Linked DNA regions of Cyprinus carpio: region 1 is linked to region 2. The links are chromatin contacts, called in public Hi-C maps. All regions are on one chromosome and are shown on one strand. The core of a region is the stretch at or near the end of the contact, and the rest is flanking DNA. Distances in the headings are between cores, read along the strand shown.

Region 1 (2,968 bases), core at 113-2,612, 62 kb after region 2:
CAATGCCTAAACAAGCACAGACGAATCACATCCACAAGCAACCTTCACAAAATGTCTTTTCACACCACGTAAGATGGTGAAGTTCAGGTCTTGCTGTTCTAAATCAAAAATAAAGAACATTTAGCCTAACATACAGAAAATGGTTAGCCACATTGAGAATACAGGTATACATCAAGAAAATCCTTAATTTGGTAAAATAGGATGAATGTAGCACTGAATCCTCCTTCGTGGATATTGCGTGAAATCTATTATGCAACTAAACCGTGTGTGTGTTTTCTTCATGCCAGAAACAAATCCCTGTTAAATATGAGAAATGAAAAACAAACCAAGCTGAATTCACGTTGCCATCATAATATGACCAATCTCATAAAAACACTAAGAAATGCGTGTGTTGCAGTGATCTAATATTTACAGTCTGAATGGTGCACTGATAACCCCACGCAAATTCTTATTACAGATCTTATTCTGGAATTTCACAATCCCTGCAGCTACTTCAGCACACATTATCAATGTGAAGTCAACAATATTTACTTCTCATATGTGCCCTTGAAACCTACATGTTGATGTATTAAGATGCCCATCCCAGTGGCTGACTTCTGCAGGGCAGCAGAGCCCGTCTGGCCATATCCGATTCCCAGAGAGAGAGAACCACAACATGACGAGGGTTATTTTCATTTCTCCAGCTTCATATGCTCACCTTCAGTCATTACCGAATATTAGTATTATAGATCAATACAACCCGTATGGATCAATAAATGCGCACAGTCTGACAAAATGTATAGATTTTGAGCAATACGCAAACATTTCCTCGACTTCGGGGTGGGGGAGGGAAACAAACTCCAGTTAGCAACGGGGCTAAAGCCGTTAGCGGTCTAACCGTGAAAGTCGACGCATGAGAGGACGCACAGATGTTTTTTCGTCACGAAATGCCTTTTAAAAGAGTAAAGAGCAGCTTAAAATGGCTTACCTTCTTCAAAACGTGAGCTACATCTACAAAATTATACTTGGTATTCCCTCCCGATGCTTGTTTTTCCCATTTGAGGCCTTCTGCTTCAGCGAGCTCCGATGCGGGAACATCCGAGGCGCGCGACGCTCATCTCAGTCCGCGCTCGCGCCAGCGTGCTAAGCTAATCAGTGATTACCTCCCGCAGAATGCGATGATTAAAATCTCTCAGGGCTCCAATAAACTGGTAAGAGAAGTGGTTATAAACTCTCCATCTGTCCCTTTAAACAGTCCACGGGTCTCCGTAACGTTACGTTTGCTGATTTGGCTTGATCAGAGGTGAAAAAATAAAAATCCGCTTCAAGTTAATCCTCTCCGTCCGACTCCTTCCGAACCGTTTCGATCGGCCTTTGACTCGCGCTGACGAAAAGCGGACGATAGGAGTTGATACGCGGATTGTGATAGGCTGACGCGTATGGGCGGTCACTGTTTGTTCCCCGTTGTAACTGTGAAACTGGCGCCATTGTGGTTCTTGCCAGGGAAGATTCTACGTTGTTTTCTTTGGCGACCTCGAGCCGGAATGGCGTAGACAGTGGCATGTTTTGCGAGCTCCATTTGGGTGAGAGGAAAATGGAGAACCTGTGTGGGTAAATGTAGTAAAATTGCGTTAATGTGTTTTTTTTGTGTGTGTGTGTGTGTGTGTGTGTGTGTGTGTGTGTGTGTGTGTGTGTGTGTGTGTGTGTGTGTGTGTGTGTGTGTATGTTTTCGTATTTTAAGACACGAGTGAACAGAGCTCCACCGAAATTGTTTATCCCTTCATTAATTCAGATTGATCTAAAAACAGCCGTTGATTGCTATCTTCAGCATACTTTATGAATATTACGAACTGTTTGCCGGTGACGGATTGCGAGCTCATCAGCCACAGCACGATTTGCTTTCATTTACTGTTGTCTGATAAATGTATGTTAGATGTATTGATTTTTGTTTTATTTTCGATTTGACGTCACAAGCCTCAACCGTGACACCGATTTCTTGCCGAGCAGAATAACGCAATGGCTCCCTCTGTTGAAAGGAGACTAGAGCTGTCTGTCTGAGATATATCCTCAATTCTTGACCAACTTGTCATAATTATACTCAATTGTTCTGTCCTCACTTCATATCCCAACATAAAATACATCTGAAACCACACAGGCTCATACCTGCCAGTACAAAGAAGGATATCAGACATGTGAAATCTTATTTTATATATATATATATATATATATATATATATATATATATATATATATATATATATATATATATATATATATATATAATGATATAATGATTTGTCTATATTTCTACCCTATAACTAGACTATATTTATTTTTGCGCTATAACTACATTTTTAACATCAAATTACAGTCGTTGTCTGCGCATGCCCAACTAGAACTGTTTGTAGTTTTTGGGGGTTTTATAAACGTGCAAGTAGAACTATATTTCCCATCAGCCCTTTCTCGAGCTCTTTCCGTCCTGATTGGCTGATCCCGAAGGTGAAAGTTGAATAGACATGTTTCTCAAGCCCGTACAGTAAACATCATTAGAGTTCACGGAGTTAGTAGTCAGCACACCATTGTAACGTCCTTGTAATTGTATAATTTAAGACAGTTTTTACCCGCCGCATTTTATTTGTTCGGTATGTTTCAGATATATTCGAGTAGAAGACGCGCTTGTTGTTTTACAGCAGCTATATTTGTCTGTGTTGGATAAGAATCACGATGACAGCTAAAGAATAGCAACTCTTAAAGAGGTCACATTAAAGACTGCTATTTATTTTGGAATAAGTTAGTATGTTCTGATCCAAGCGACGCGATAAACCAGCTTTTAATATGGCAGCGCTACTTTTGCAGCGCGGAAGCAAATGTTACGACAAACGGGTTTGGTCGTTATCGTCTCGTTTCTGCTGTTTTCAAGCCAGCAGAAAAGTGGAGAGCAATGTGACTTCAAACTTGCATTTATTGACTCCAAACAAACGAGGTCTAA
Region 2 (2,764 bases), core at 76-2,575:
TACTCAATTTCATCAAGACTTACCCCACACAACTAGCAAGACTAGGAATGTTTTTCAAATTTTCAGTTTAAAAGGTGCTTTTTTTGGTGTGACAAGTTTTTTTTAATTTGTATTAAAACAACAACAAAAAACACGCAATTAAAATTGAAAAATTAGAAAACTGCAAAACAAAGAGAAGTGATTAATTTACAAATTATTATTATAATAAAATATGGAAGAGCAATAATGAATTGTGCTGGAGACACATACTGTGCTGATAGAACCCAACTGTCTGCACATTCCCCTAGTCTTTCACAGAATGAAATCAAACTAATTCTAACCAGCATTCTAACCAGAATGTAATTCCATATTATTCCCTCTGTATTTCCATTTAATCATAAGCTTAAGAAGTGTTAGGGTGCTTTCACACCTGGCCCGTTGTTTCAGGAACCTGGCACGTTTCCCCCCTTGGCTCGGTTCATTTGTGCATATCGTCGCTGCCCGATGAAACTCACGTATGTCCAAAACAGTTACTTTTCAGGAAGTGAAAAAAAACACTGTATTTCAAAAGCAGTTGAATGTAGCGTTGTCATACTTGGTACGGCATCTTTACATGTAACCATATTCTTGCCAGTGTAATGATATAATCCACATTTGACCAAAATTGAGTTTAAATGGACATACGTGCATATTTTTACAGTAACGGTGGTCGATACGCGTTCTTCCGATCATTAATTAGAATGGCCAAGTCGCGTTTCATATTGACAGATGAATAAGCTCAGTTTATTAAATAGCCTACGTCTTAGTTTATTAAATATATAATAAACTTGAGAACAGTTGTCAAAAACAAACGTTTGCTGATACTTTACCTGACAGTGTTATTCGGCTATCCAGTGCTGCGCTTCGATGAAACGAGACCGGCGAGATGCTTCCACAGGGCGGGAGATACTCTGCGTGATTGACAGCTTTGACACCAAATGGATATACGTGAAAATCAGATGACATGATTTCACAACTTTTCATTGGCCATTTAGATATTTAAAGCATACTGTATACGGAAATGAACCTGGACATTCAATCCGTCGAAAAATCTCAAAATCGGCAAAATGGACATACGTGGTTTTCATCGGACAGCGACGATATGTGAACATGGCAACTGCACTCTGAAGAATAAAAAGCAACATTGTTATAATTTTAATCCCTCTTTCGGAACAATGCAATCGATCTACAGGTGTGAAAGCACCCTCAGGTTGCTATATTAGTTTGTGTTTGTCTCAGTACGGGCAGTTGAGCAGTATATCGGGCTCATCTCATTCCCAGTCACGTAATGTGCTGATGCTTACTTCTCTGCCCCCATGCAAATTGTGTAGTCCAACGGCCTGTTGTCAAGGCAACTGCAAGTGGCCAGCCCCATGGCATGTGAATGTACAAAACCCTTCGTATTTTCAAAATAGCTACTAGGGATGATTTCAAGTGTTCAACAGTAAACAAGTGTGTTGTTTCACCAACGATTAGACATGTGAAATGCTTAGCAGAATATCCTATTTCATATTTTGCTACACAGCCTAACTGCGGAATCTGAGCAATATAAATAGTCACAGTGAATAAATCATTTTTATTTTTGGGTAATGTATGCTGTCTCATCACTTAGGATACTTAATTTTGCAGGCAGATAACTGCAAAATTACCAGCACTGCCACTGATTAAAACCGGTACGATTCTTAGCAAATTTAAGCAAAATAAATTAGGCAATCTGTGAATATCCTTGCTCTTAGGTAGCACAAGATGCATTAGGAGCACAACACATCTGCTGAAAGCAGCAGTCACGGTTAAAACAGGCACACTGTAACCATGAAAAAATAGAAGTAGAAGCAGAAGCTAGCAAACTCAAGACCATGCTAACCAAGAATGAGGTTTGTTTACTTCACAACTGAGTCCTTTAAATATATTTTAGCAAAAAATACTAAGCCAAAAGCAACAGTATGCTGCCAAGGATTAGAAGAGGGGAAGCTAGTTTATGAAACAGAACAAACTCTGAGTGCAAAAGACCAACTATGTAAAAGATAATCAAGCTTACGTCTTTATAGAAATAGCTTGAACATGCTGACCTGCTCATAGCACATCAAAACTACTGAACCCACACTAAACAGACATCAGTCAAACTATTGGAATGAAGTCTGGTCAACTTTGCTGTTTGTTCTAGTAAAGAATTGCTCAAACAGAAGAAACTGTCTGATGAACACAAACACACAGTTTGGTCTCTTTTATGTGCATTTGTGATGTGGGTTAACAAATAGTTGATGCTGCAGTAAAAGACTGTGCCAGATTGGGAATAGCATTACAGAAAACAAATAACTGATTTATAAGATTGCACAGATAAAAATAAAGATCAAAGATTTGATGCGGTCTGCTGGTGATCACTAGGGATGCACTGATCCAACACCGGGATCAGTACCATCACCGATACAGACATTTTTTGCACCACTGTGTATTGGACAGAAGGGACAAATCCAAAAGCATTTCATAATAGGGCTCCAGACTGTGACTAAAACGGCCACATCTGCAAACAAAAATATTGATTTGCGAGTAATATTTTTGCTTAGATCACCACTGGCAACTAGGACAGCACAGTATATCAAAATTATCGAAATATCGCAAATATAAATATATGCGATATGCATATTGCTATGGCATGCGATATCTGAATTATTTTAATAGGCTACTTTAAAGCAATGTGAAAAGTCAAAGTTTTAGGTCAACATATAGCAGAGAATAGACTGGTTAC

The links. A called contact is a pair of places that touch in the nucleus more often than the background predicts.
Region 1: a Hi-C map of skeletal muscle shows a contact between it and region 2, with 2.7 times the contacts expected there. The contact joins the promoter of LOC109092881 here to the enhancer-like site in region 2. A contact is called at or near these places in 2 of 8 Hi-C or Micro-C datasets (both in skeletal muscle).

Annotation. Positions count from the first base shown.
Region 1 is chrA7:35,000,126-35,003,093 of ASM1834038v1, forward strand. LOC109092881 (ankyrin repeat domain-containing protein 11-like) reads right to left here and starts at 1,363. Exons shown (of 13, transcript XM_042760939.1): 1 at 968-1,363. It overlaps LOC109092880 (paraplegin-like), which reads left to right and starts at 1,432. Exons shown (of 17, transcript XM_042760942.1): 1 at 1,432-1,562.
Region 2 is chrA7:34,938,381-34,941,144 of ASM1834038v1, forward strand. The region is part of intron 2 of LOC109092881 (ankyrin repeat domain-containing protein 11-like); the gene reads right to left. Among protein-coding and RNA genes, the nearest start is that of LOC109092881, 62 kb to the right of the region's middle. Within about 2 kb of position 1,326, at least 1 of the 8 cell types and tissues checked has an H3K27ac peak or open chromatin away from gene starts, as enhancers often do. A contact at or near this core is called in skeletal muscle, where this site is marked.